Regions from separate parts of the Oryctolagus cuniculus genome. Here region 1 is linked to region 2. The links are chromatin contacts, called in public Hi-C maps. All regions are on one chromosome and are shown on one strand. Each heading gives the region's core, a stretch centred on a gene start, on an enhancer-like site or on the middle of the called end of the contact. The rest is flanking DNA. Distances are from core to core; before and after follow the strand shown. Region 1 overlaps LOC138844694 (a long non-coding RNA gene). Region 2 has its middle 100 kb from the start of ZNF280D.

What was found. A called contact is a pair of places that touch in the nucleus more often than the background predicts.
Region 1: a Hi-C map of skin fibroblasts shows a contact between it and region 2, with 2.4 times the contacts expected there. The contact joins two enhancer-like sites. A contact is called at or near these places in 5 of 6 Hi-C or Micro-C datasets (ear pinna, embryonic fibroblasts, psoas muscle and 2 more).

The regions. Positions count from the first base shown.
Region 1 is chr12:80,125,519-80,131,243 of mOryCun1.1, forward strand. LOC138844694 (a long non-coding RNA gene) reads left to right here. Exons shown (of 2, transcript XR_011380920.1): 2 at 1-2,111. LOC138844693 (a long non-coding RNA gene) reads right to left here. Exons shown (of 2, transcript XR_011380919.1): 1 at 2,019-5,725; 2 at 715-862. Among named protein-coding and RNA genes, the nearest start is that of CGNL1, 48 kb to the right of the region's middle. Within about 2 kb of position 2,738, at least 3 of the 8 cell types and tissues checked have an H3K27ac peak or open chromatin away from gene starts, as enhancers often do. A contact at or near this core is called in ear pinna, where this site is marked.
Region 2 is chr12:79,571,676-79,578,183 of mOryCun1.1, forward strand. No RefSeq gene overlaps it. Among named protein-coding and RNA genes, the nearest start is that of ZNF280D, 100 kb to the left of the region's middle. Within about 2 kb of position 4,451, at least 2 of the 8 cell types and tissues checked have an H3K27ac peak or open chromatin away from gene starts, as enhancers often do. A contact at or near this core is called in ear pinna, where this site is marked.

The DNA.
Region 1 (5,725 bases), core at 1,488-3,987, 550 kb after region 2:
TACCTGTTTGAGTCCCAGCTAGTATTCTTTTTTTATTTTGAAAGATATTTTTAAAATTTATTTAAAAGGCAGAGTTAGAGAGGAGGAGAGACAGAGAGATCTTCCATCTGTTGGCTTACTTCTCAAATGGCCACAACAGCTGGGCTGAAGCCAGGAGCTTCTTCCAGGTCTCCCACGTGGGTGTAGGGACTCAAGCACTTGGGCCATCTTCCACTGCTTTCCCAGGACATAAGCAGAGAGCTGGATCGGAAGTGGAGCAGCTGGGACTCAAAGCAGTACCCATATGGGTGCCAGTGTCGCAGGCGGAGGTTTGACCTGCTACACCACAACGCTGGCCCCTGGCTACTCCTCTTCTAACCCAGCTTCCTGCTAGTGCATCCAGGAGGCAGGTGATGACTCAAGTAATTTGGTCCCTGTTACCCATGTGGGAGACCCAGATGGTGGAGTTCCTGGCTCCTGGCTTCAGCTTTGTCCTATTGCTTTATTTGGGGAGTGAACCTATGGAAGGAAGATCTTATCTCTGTCTGTCTCTCTCCCACCCCCACCTTTGAAGTAGATGAAAATAAATAACCACTTAAATAAATAAGCATATTACACATAAAGGTATCATTCCTTTTTGTTGCTGTTTGCAGAAATTGAGTCATACTCTATATAGTTCTCTGCCACTTGTTTTGCTCACTGAACAATACATTGTGGAACTACTTCTGGGTGCATAGATTTAGATTTTTTATTTTAAAGATTCATTTATTTATTTGAAAGGCAGGGATACAGAGAAAGCAGGCGAGATCTTCCATCTGCTGGTCCACTCCCCAAATGGCAGCAACGGCCATCTTCCACTGCTTTCCCAGGCCATAGCAGAGAGCTGGAATGGAAAAGGAGCAACCAGGACACGAACCTGGTGCCAGTGCCACAGGCGGAGGCTTAACCCACCACATCACAGCACCAGCCCCTCATCATTTTATTTTTTTAAAAATATTTTTATTTATATATTTGAAAGGCAGAGTGGTAGGGGCAGGGAGAGGGAGAAAGAGAGACAGAAATGTCCCATTCACTGGTTCAGTACCCAAATGCCCGCAACAGCTCAGGCTGGGCCAGGCTGAAGCCGGAATGGGGCACTCAGTACAAGTCTCCTACATGGGTAGCAGAGACTCAGGTGCTTGAACCATCATTGCTGACTCCCTGGTGTTGGAAGCAGGCAAATAGAATAAAATTGATTAGGTTTGTGAGCTGAAGACCACGCCTTCACCACGCCCCTGTGTGACCTCATGCCCCTACCTGACCACACCTGTGTGCCCCCGGCCAATCAGGTTAATTAACCACTCTCCTGAGGGTGGATTAAAAGCCAGTGACATGATGTGCCCAGCCCTTTTTTTCCTCTTTGGCTTCTTGCCATTGTGGGCCGTGGCCCTGCACCTCCAGGGCACATGGCCTTTGGGCCACCTGCCCCATGCTTCCTGGCTTGGGTGCTCCTCCACGTGGCTGGCTCCTGGTGCTTGGTATGAATCCAGATTTCCCTCTCCTTTTAGATAAGGGCCCTCACTCTCCTGTGCATCTTTCTCACTGAATAAAAGCTTCAAACATATCAAGCTGCCTTGTTCATTTATGCCGGTATTCAGAATTCTTCTCTAAATAGTAGGAACCCACACGGGCTTATTAATATTGGGAATTTATTAATAAGCACACAGTGATATCATACGGCACCCATAGTCCGAGTTCACTGGTGCATTAGCAGGAAGCTGGGTCAGCAGCAGAGTAGCCAGCACTCAGAGTAGCACTCTGATGTGGGGTGTGGGTGTCCCAAGAGGCAGAGTAATCCATTGTACCACAACGCCACTGGACTTCCTTATTTTTTGTAATGTGTCTATAACACTCCATCGTGGGGACTCCAACGAGCCCTGCTACACAGCCCAGAGATTTTTTTCCAATGATAAAATAAAACCGGAATGTCAAAAAAAAAAAAAAAAAAAAGGTTTGAGACGTTAATGCACTCTTTCTTACCTGTCAGGGAGTTACATTACCTGTATGGTACACAAGCCGAAAGCAGCAGCCTTGTGTGTGTGCATGTTTGTAGAGGAGAAGCGGTGGGCTCTGCCCTGGGCAGGCTGTGCTCCTGCTGGAGAGGTGAGTCACGCGTGGCTACCAGCCAGCCATCCCTGGCCGGTGTGCGATGGAGCGCTGCCATCGTGAAGGCTGGAATGAGAGCAGCCGCAGAGAACACACGAGAAGGACTGGGTGCTGTGCCCTGGGGCCGAGCTGTGGACTCCCTCAGGGAAACTGGGGTTCGTCAAGGGACCGGGTGGGAGCTTCCTCCAGTGCTCCCCCGGCAGTTGCAGTAGCCCCGGGGTTGTTTTGGCCTTTCCTTCCCATTGAGCCCTGGCCTCTTGGTTTTCTAACTGCAGCAGGAATGAAAGTCTGAGATTTCAATCAAAAGCTTAAGAAAATAATAATCCTTGGTTGCCCTAATTCTTTCCTGAAATACCTCACAGTGCCAGAAATTGTCTTTAAGCCCCTTTTCTCCTCTCATGCTTTAAATTTCTTTCTTAATTAAAAAGAGTTGTTTAGCTGAAGTGAGCCCCAAAGTGCTTATTTATTTTAACTTATCTCCTTGGTTCTTTCCTCCTTATCTTTACCAGTGACTCCCGCACTCTCTGTCTTCTGTCTTAGAAGTGCCTGTTGGCCCTGTCGCCGAAGTAAGGCAGTAACGAGCTTTGTGACCAGCCCATTGCCAGTCCTGGTGCGGTCAGTAACAGAAGTCACGGAGCCCTCCATCTCAGCGGCCCTGAGTGGGCTCCCTGTCTCTGCCGGAGATTTCTGAATTTTTCCCCCTCAGATTAATTTCTGCTTTACTCAGCCCTACCAGCATTTGACGACAGCATACCCCCCAAGTTAACCATGGATCGCTGACTGCGGTGAAGGTGCCTGTGCGGACTGACAAGAGATTTTCCCATCACCCGAGGCCGCTGAGGGCAGCACCCGGGCTGGGAGTGCCTGGGAGCCTCGCCACCCAGGGCCTTGGAGCTTTGCGCTCCGAGGGAATGTGATAGAATTAAGTTTGACTCAACAAATGAGGTCACTGGGAAGATGTGCTGGTGTTAAATTTACTGTCAATGCCAGGGTCAATTTACTAAATAGTCATTTGCTTGTGGTTCCAAATGACCTCTGGGTAAATTCTGGAAACTGCCTGGGCAGAAGATAGCTCTCATATGAAGTCACCGAAATCTGGTCAGTGTGACTTTGGTGTCTCTTGGCGTACTGGAAAGTTTTCCCCTGACACGGTGCCTGTCTGGTGTGTAAAGCCTTTGAAATCTGTGGATGGTGACTTACGATCAGTCCGGAAACTAGATGGCAGTTGGAGGAGACACTGTGACTGGTGCGGGAGACGGAGTTCTATTCTGCCAGGCATTACTGGGGTGAACAGCTGGTCCTAGAGGTGTCTCCAGAGCACAGATCGCGCCGCTTGCCGAGTATGAAGAAGTAAGGAACTCTGTCCATCAGCCAGTGTCAGGCCCAGTGCTGCCCTCTGCCTGCTCTCCTGAGCCTCAGCTTTCTTGTCTGTCAGGTGGAAGCATGAACCCCTTACCTACCCCTCACCTCGCAGGACTGTGAATGTGAGTAAGATGAGAGTGCAGGCATAACAGTGCCACACAAACTTAAAAGCTTACACAAGGGGCCCGCGCTGTGGCGTGATAGGTTGTCTCCACCTGCGGTGCCGGCATCTCACATGGGCGCCGCTCCAGCCTCTGCGGTCGGTTGGGGAGTGAACCAGCAGATGGAAGACCTCTCTGTCTCTCCCTCTCTGTAATTCTGCTTCTCGAGTAAATAAAATATATCTTAAAAAAATAACAAAAGTTCTACACAAATAGGAAGCACTAGTGGAAATCATTCTTAGATTCTTTTTGCTCTTTTTAAAATTCATTTTTATTTGAAAGGCAAAGAGACAGAAGCAGAGAGACACATAGAGGTCCATCGGCTGGTTCACTCCCCAAATACATACAACAGCTGAAGCTAGGCCAGGTAGAAACCAGGAGCTGGCCACAGTCCGGGTCTCCCAGGAGGGTGGCAGGATCCGAGTCTTGAATTGTCTTCTGTCTCCCAGGGTGCACGTTAGCAGGACGCCGAAACGAGAAGTGCAGCTGGGGTTCAAACCCAGACTCTGATTCGGGCTCTGGGTGTCCCCATGGTGTCCTAACTGCTGCGCTGGGACTCTGCTCCCCTCCCCTAGCCCATATCCTCTCGGAGGAAGCTTCTCGGTCATTTCCCATCTTAGATTTAGGAATTCGCTCCACACATCCTTGCTGAGCCTGTGCTGGTTCACACGTCACCACCCAGCTGTTCTCTGGCCAGACCCTTGGGAGTGAGCCTGCACTTTCTTGCTGGTTCTGCTGCTGCCTCATTCTGTGTCTCAGACGCTGGGGCCAGGAGGCTTGTTCCTGAGAGTTGCTCAGCTGTGTCTTCTGGAATCGTCTCAGAGAATTCTTGGGCAGACAGCCACTTTCCTTAGACCAAATGAGGGCTCCTGAATTTGCAGAGTCAGTATGGCACAGGGGCAGCCTGTGGGACAGGGAGCCAGGGCCACCACTAATCAGTTACCCCCAACCCTGCTGAGCCTGGGTTTTCTCATCCATGAAGTGCAGATAATACACCTACCTTGCTGAGTATTCACGAGGATGGAGTCAATGGGTGACAGGGCTGGCACACAGTAGGCACTAATGTCCTTTTCCTCCTTGCTTCTTTCCTCATTCCATCCCCCTACTCAGTTTGCCTGCAAGGCACTATCTCCTCTCTCTTCATTAGATGCTCCAAGTTCTCTCTTTTTTAAAAGATTTATTCATTTGGATCAGCTACTGAGAGAAGGAGAGATGAGAAAAAGAGAGACCTTCCAATTGCTGGTTCACTCCCCAGATGGCCGCAATGGCCAGGGCTGAGCCAGATGGAAGCCAGGAGCTCCATCAGGTCTCCGTCGTGGGTGGCAGGGGCCTGAATACTTGGGCCGTCTTCTATAGCTTTTCCCAGGCCATTAGCAGGGAGCTGCATTGGCAGTTGAGCAGCCAGGACATGAACTGGCACCAATATGGGATGCTGGTGTCACAAGCAGTGGCCTCACCTGCTGTGCCACATTGCCAGCCCTTCCAATTTCTCTTTGCGAAGATTCCAGAAAGCGGAGTGGACCATGTCTGGGCATCCACCGGGAGAAGACCTCAAAGGAAGCACGCCTACATCCCCCCTCCCATTGGCTTTCCCTGTGTTGCCCCAGGTTCCTGCACCTTTGGAACTGTGTGGAGTAAGTGTGGATGTGTCATGTGGCCACACCCATAGCTGTGCATGAAGAATCACGCCATCTGTCTACTGGCAAACTGTGGGGTAGCTGTGTGTGGTGTGCTGTCCACCAAGTACTGTGTGGGTGCTGGGGTGACCCCAAAGGAAAGAAGGGAGAGTCTGAAGAGGTGTTGGGTAGGATGCTTGGTGGAGCTGATTGAGTGCCTTACGCCTGGAGGCTGTTGACACCCCTGTCGTGAAGGAGGTGACACACACAGGAGGTGACATACATGGTGGGGATGGAAATCAAGTGCAGTGCAGGTTTCCTGCATTTCATTTGAGCTGTTTCTTTGGAATCCAGGTCCCTGGGATGACAGGGCCTGGGAGCCAGCCACACGTGTTCCACACCTGTGCTCCTCTCCGTTCTGTAGGGGGGCAGGTAGACAACAAAGTGTGGCTTTCTGGAAGG
Region 2 (6,508 bases), core at 3,201-5,700:
TACTGAGAACCCAGCACTTGTTGCAAGATTACTGGGTTCTTCTAACTCACTTTTCAGAGTAAATTGTTGGGTTCTGAGTCTAGGACAAGGTCTCAGTGAACTGGGCTAGTAAGAGCTGATAGAAACAGACCTCATCTCTACCTTTACTAAAAAAGTAGAAGCATCCAGAAGACATTGATGACATTTCCCATAATCATATTTAGTCATTTTTGCCTTTCCTTCCCTTATGATAGAAAAAGTCTTTTGGAATCCAAGTTCTCTTAGACCTTGTCACGTAAGCCCTGGATACCTCTCACCTATTGAAAGACTTTGCTCTAAACATCTCTCCAGCATCTCTGTGTTTCCCCTCTCTCCACTTAACCATTCCCATCAGCTTGTAAGCAGGCTATAAAATCTTCATCTTAAAATAAACCTGTCCTTCCTAGAATCCATGCTCACCTCCAACTACCTCCTTCTGTTTCTCATGTCTCCTTACAACTTCTTTTCTAGAACAGGTTGTCATTCCTCAGTGTGTCCACTTCCTCACTTCGTTGCCCCTTTTCAGTCTTCTCCAGTAAGGTTTACTTCTGCAGCATTCAGCTGAGGGCATTCTTCTGAGGCTCGCCAGAGAGCTCCACTCCTCTGAATCTTCTCAACAGTCCCTGATCGTTTTCTAACTTGACCTGTCAGTGGTCTCAGTTGACCACCTAGATTCTTGGACAACACACACACAATCTTTGTTTTCCTACTAAGTCCCTGAATGACTTCTTCTGTGTCTGTTGGTTCCTTCCACTTATTCTCAGTTTTTGAAACTTCTGTCCTTTGAATACACTCATTTACTTTGTTGGAGATAGTTACCCAGGCTCAAAGATTCAGTTTCTATCTCTCTGTCAATAAATCTCAGATCTATATTCACCAACACTGACATTCCCCCTGATCTCCAGACTCAGCACCTACTTGACAATTCCATTAGATGTCTAATAAACCTTTCAAATTGAACATTTTCAAAGCAGAATTTGTTCTTTTCTTCCAAACCTGTTTCTCCCACAGTTTTCTCCACTGTACCATTCGTCTAGTAGCTCAGGGCATAAACTAAAGGCTCATTTTTGACCATTTCATTCCTCTTACACCTAAATTTCATAATATTCCAATTGTGGGGACCCCTGCCTGGCCTGATTACCTCTATCAGTGATGACTAGACTGGGTATCCTCACAATTCCCACCACATGACTTCTGGGATTGGTGCTGTAGTTTTCCCTCGTGGTTTTCTGACTTCCAGGATTGAGTATAAAATGGTAAATGTAAAGTGCCGAGGAAAGTGATTCTTGGGAAAACTGAATTTTTGCATCTAGTTTAGCCAGTCCAACCTCTAGAAAAAGTGATTTTTGTTCCCAAAGAGGGTGAACAATTAAACTCATCCAAAAGCCACTTTCTTAGAGTAGAAAACCAAGAAGTAGAGTCATCAGCACTGGGTCCTCCTGGGGTTGAATGTTCCCCTCTCAATGGTTGTAGACATTCACATGGACTGACCTGGGTCTGGTGGATTAGGGAAAGGTTGGGGGAATTAAGCAAGGCTTGTTAGAAGGCTGGATCTACACTGTGGCATAGCAGGGTTTAAACTACTGCCTGTAGTGCTGACATCCCATATGGGCACCAGTTTGAGTCCTGACTGCTCCACTTCCAATCAATATCTCTGCTAATGTGCCTGGAAAAGCAGCAGTAGATGGTATAAGTGCTTGGACTCCTTCACTCATTTGGAAGACCTTGATGAAACTCCTGGCTCTTGTTTTGGCCTGACCCAGCACAAGCCATTGTGGCTATTTGGGAAGTAAACCAATGATCTCTGTGTCTCCTTATTTCTGTAACTCTGCCTTTCAAATAAATAAAGAAAGAAGGCTAGATCTGCATTTAAGAACCAAGAAAAGCCTCCTTTCTTTGTGAGAAAGTCTGTTAATTATTTTAACAGCCAAGAAGAAGAAATGTTAAGTTTCCAGTGAATTTAGGAATTGATAAATAATCTATATTTGATGAGTTGTGTATATTCTTACTCTAGGTCTATGAATACTAGAAGCCTAATGCAGATATCTTTGCTGGACAGAATGCGGTCTAGAAATTCCTCCATTTTCTGATACATGTACTTTTCAGGATTGGCCTGCAGGTGGTGGTATAGTTCATAGAGGACTGTATGGACAAGGGACCAGTTGTGTGTGAGATCCAGATAAATATGCTAGGATTTTGTCCAAGTAGACCTTGCCTCCTTGATCCCAGATGTGATTCATTAAACACAAAAGATGACTAGGGCATTGGTCCGGCAAAATGACACTATACTGTGAGAATATCCCTCTCCTATTGAGCTCAAAGCTCTTGGACCGGTAGGCTGGGGTATGTACAACCTCCTCCATGCCTGGGTATGTGATAATAAGAAAAACTCTCTTCCACATAAACTCAAAATGTCCTTGGCCAAGCATAGCTGCTGGTATCTTTAAAGAAAGGGCATCTATGGGTTAAATTCGGTCATGATGCTGGTGTGGTGGCTCCCAGATTCAATAATAGAGTAGTTTAGTGTCTTTCTTTGCCCTCTGTGTAGTCCCCCTCTGCCAAAGCTTATGAATAAAATTGCTGTCCATATATGGTTTGGCAGGAAGCCAAACATATTTACAGTGGGGTCACAAATCAGTCACTCGGTACTCTGATATACAAAAACATTGCAACTTATTTCTCCATAACGTGTTCACTCATCCATCCATGGGGAATTGAGGGAAAGAACCCTACATTTTATCGTATGCTGTCAAATTAAGTTCAGTTCCGTAATTCAGATGACCCCTTTATGTGAATTCTCTTTAGTTTCTTTAAATAAAAGATTAAGTCTTTCCATTTCTCTATCTCCTTCAAGTGTATGGGATCTGTAAAAGTTTAAATGACTCGAGCCAGCAGAGATTGTACTATCTGGATCCTATGGGTCAATGGCGGAGGTTTGATTTTCTGGTCCCTGGGCTGGTGACCTATGAAGTATGGTTTTTTTCTGGTCTGGCCTTTTGACACAAAGTCATTATCTCTGGAATTTGTTGTTCTGGTCATCTGAAAATTTCTTACTCAGCTACATCTTTGTTTTGACCAGAACCCTCTGATATACCCTGTGCTCTCAAAATCTCTGTGTCTCATCAGAACATGTGAGACTTGCTAGAACTCCTATACAACACCAAGGTCACAGGACCCAGGAGTGATGGCTCAAGTTCATCCATCAACCTTCCTCCCACCTCCACCTCCTCACCACCACTCCTTGCCAGGACTCTGGCCTCTGACCTTCATGCCTCCTGTTTACCTTCCTTATTTCTTTGGTAATCCCTGGAACTGGAAAGAGCAGTCTTTAGACGAGTCATTCATCCATGTAATCTCTCCCTTGTAGGCTAGCACCACAAGCCTCATGACCTAGCTTTCATGAATGGAAAGGATATTTTCTCTACACTTAAGAAAAAATACTATGATTCGAGTCCTCCCTCTACCCCTATTAGGTTGATGTGCCTTAAATCTGAATTTAGAAAATCCTTTCTCTATAAAACATAGCTGCTTTGCTGTGGAACAAGTGAAAAAATGTAATCAAAGCACAAAGATCAGAAATTACTTTGTTGTTCTAGAGCTATGCTGTCAGACATGGTAGCTACTAGCCCCATGTAGTTATTTAACCATAACCTTAAAATAATTAAAATAAATTAAAAATTAATATTAGCCACAAAACAAGTTTTCAGTAGCTGTCAGTAGTGGCTGCCATGTTGCACAACAAAGGTGTAGAACATTAATGTCATCACAAAAATTTACATTGAGCAACTATTCTAGAGGATGTCTACCCTTCTCTCTTTTTCTTGAAGCACCAAAAAAGTTTATTTAGAGGGTTGGGAAGCTTTCCATAAGAATACGTTCTTCAGGATGTGGTACTGCATCTGAAAATATATTTTTAAACAATTACTCGATGTTGTGGTTGTTCTGGACTCCCAAGAAGCCAGATTAGTCAATAAGCCTCACCCACTTCCCCAAATGCCAGTGATGTTCTCTATTTCTCCTAAGGAGAAGCTACAGAATTTATGGAGAACAGTGCAAAATTTTATTCAAAAAGTATTTAAAATTTCAAGACAGCAATAGCATAGCATGAATCAAGTACAGGATCTTCTGAGTGCAGGTCCCAATGTGACTGCATACATCTCACACCTATATAACTGGCCTTGTTGTAAGATAATCACACCCAAAAGAGAAATCAAGTCAGCTCTGCGGGCTTAGTGGGGAATTTACTCAGGAGCAGCAATGCCAGAGCCCACAGCTGCACTAGTGCTGGCCAAGCTCAGATGTTAACTCAGACAGCTGCCCAAGGAATGCCTGTGGCTAGAGGGAGCTGCCTCGCCAAAAAGCAGCAACAGGGAATAAGGGCCCCAACATGATGTATTGGAAAGCCTACAGCTGGAAGGTCTGGGCATGTCCGCCGCTTCCAGTTGCGTATGTCTCCATCAGAGCCAGAGGGATGTCCTGCCAGAAAGGCTGAGACCTGTCATGGCTTTCATTTTAGAAACTGTTGGGGGACAGGGAAAGGCAACACATCCAGGAGTTTCAGCCAGGGGAATCTCGTCCAGCTTCTTACCTGGACTCCGGACACGAGTGAAGCAGGTTGTCCAGGAGCCTGCACACAGGGGAGGGCTTAACTGCCTCCATCAGGGAGACAAGGGAGTTTGAGGAAAGGCTAGAACAACAGGCACTCAGCACTTCAGAATGAATCATCAATTCAGAGGAGCAACGCGGAGAAAAAGAACCTGTTTGTAAGGCAACTAAACAAAAACTTAGGAGACCAGACAAAAACAGAAAGATCTGAGGTGGAAGGTGAGACTTGGAACTTGTAAACATTCTGTAAGATAAGTAAATTAACGCCCACCGCTTTTTAGAATGTAGCAGATTGGTACTTACACACAGAAATGCTGGTAAAATACAATAAAATTATTTTTAAATGAATAACTGAGTACAAAAGAAAGAAAGATAGGGGCCGGCGCTATATTGCATCAGGTTAAAGCCCCTGCCAGCAGTGCCGGCATCCTGTATGGGCCCCAGTTCAAGTCTCGGCTGTTGCTCTTCTGATCCAGCTCTCTGCTATGGCCTGGGAAAGCAGTGGAAGATGGCCCAAGTGCTTGGGCACCTGCACCCATGTGTGAGACCTGGAAGAAGCTCCTGACTTCGGATAGGCGCAGCTCCAGGCATTTTGGTCAATTGGGCAGTTAACCAGCAAATGGAAGTCTCCCTCTCCCTCTCCCTCTCCCTCTCCCTCTCCCTCTCCCTCTCCCTCTCCCTCTCCCTCTCTCTGCCTCTCCTTCTCTCTCCCTCTCCTTCTCTCTGTGTGTAACTTGGACTTTCTAATAAATAAATTTTTAAAAACAAAACAAAAGAAAGATAGTCCGGGGCAATTGTTGCCCACATCTCATATCGAAGTACCTGGGTTTGAGCCCTGGCTACATTCTTGAATCCAGCTTCCTGCTAATGCACACCCTGGGAGTTAGCAGATGATAGTTCAAGTACTCGGGACCCTGACACCCATATCCGAGACCTGGATTAAATTCTTGGCTCCCAGCTTCAGCTTGGCCCAGCACTGGCTATTGCAGGTACTTGGGGGAGTAAACCAGTGCTCTTTCTTTGTGTATCTTTCTCTGTGTGTGTGTGTCAAATAAATAAATGATTTTTAAAGGGTTTTAGAATAAAGAGAGAAAATAAAGCCACAGTGGATTTAGTCTGAGTTGACCCCCTGATTCATCTAATGATCAAAGTGGTTTTTGTTCAAGGTTTTCTTCAGGAGTCCTTGTCTATGGCAATGATCCCTGACTTTGGGCAAATACAGTCTGGCCCTGAACCCAGCCCAGGCCCCGGCCACCTTCGGTTGTTCACATTCAGACATTGCATAAGGAAACTCCCTGAGCTTCCTGAGTTACAGATTTTGGGATCTAAGGGATGTCTTGGGAGGAGAACATTTGAAGAGGTACCTCTGTATAAAAATAAAAGTAGACAAATTCAATCCCCCAATGTGAGAGTTTTTTTAAGTTTATTTATTTATTTATTTGAAAGGAAGAGACAGAGATGGAGACAGACAGAAAGGTCTTTCACCCACAGGTTCACTCTCCTAATACTCACAAAAGCTGGAGGTGGGCCAGGTGGAAGCCAGGAGCCAGAAACTCCATCCAGGTCACCCACATGAGTGACAAAGACCCAAGAACTTGAATTTTCATCTGCTGCCTTCCAGGGTGTACAATAGTAGGGAGCTGGATCAGAAGCAGAGGCAGGACTTGATCTCTGGCATTTTTTTTTTAAGATTTTATTTATTTATTTGAGAGGTAGAATTATAGACAGAGAGAGGGAAAGACAGAGAAAAAGGTCTTACATCCTCTAGTTAACTCCCCAAATGGCCGCAATGGCCAGAGCAGGGCCCATCTGAAGCCAGGAACTGGGAGATTCTTCCAGGTCTCCCACGTGGGTGCAGGGGCCCAAACACTTGGGCCATATTCTA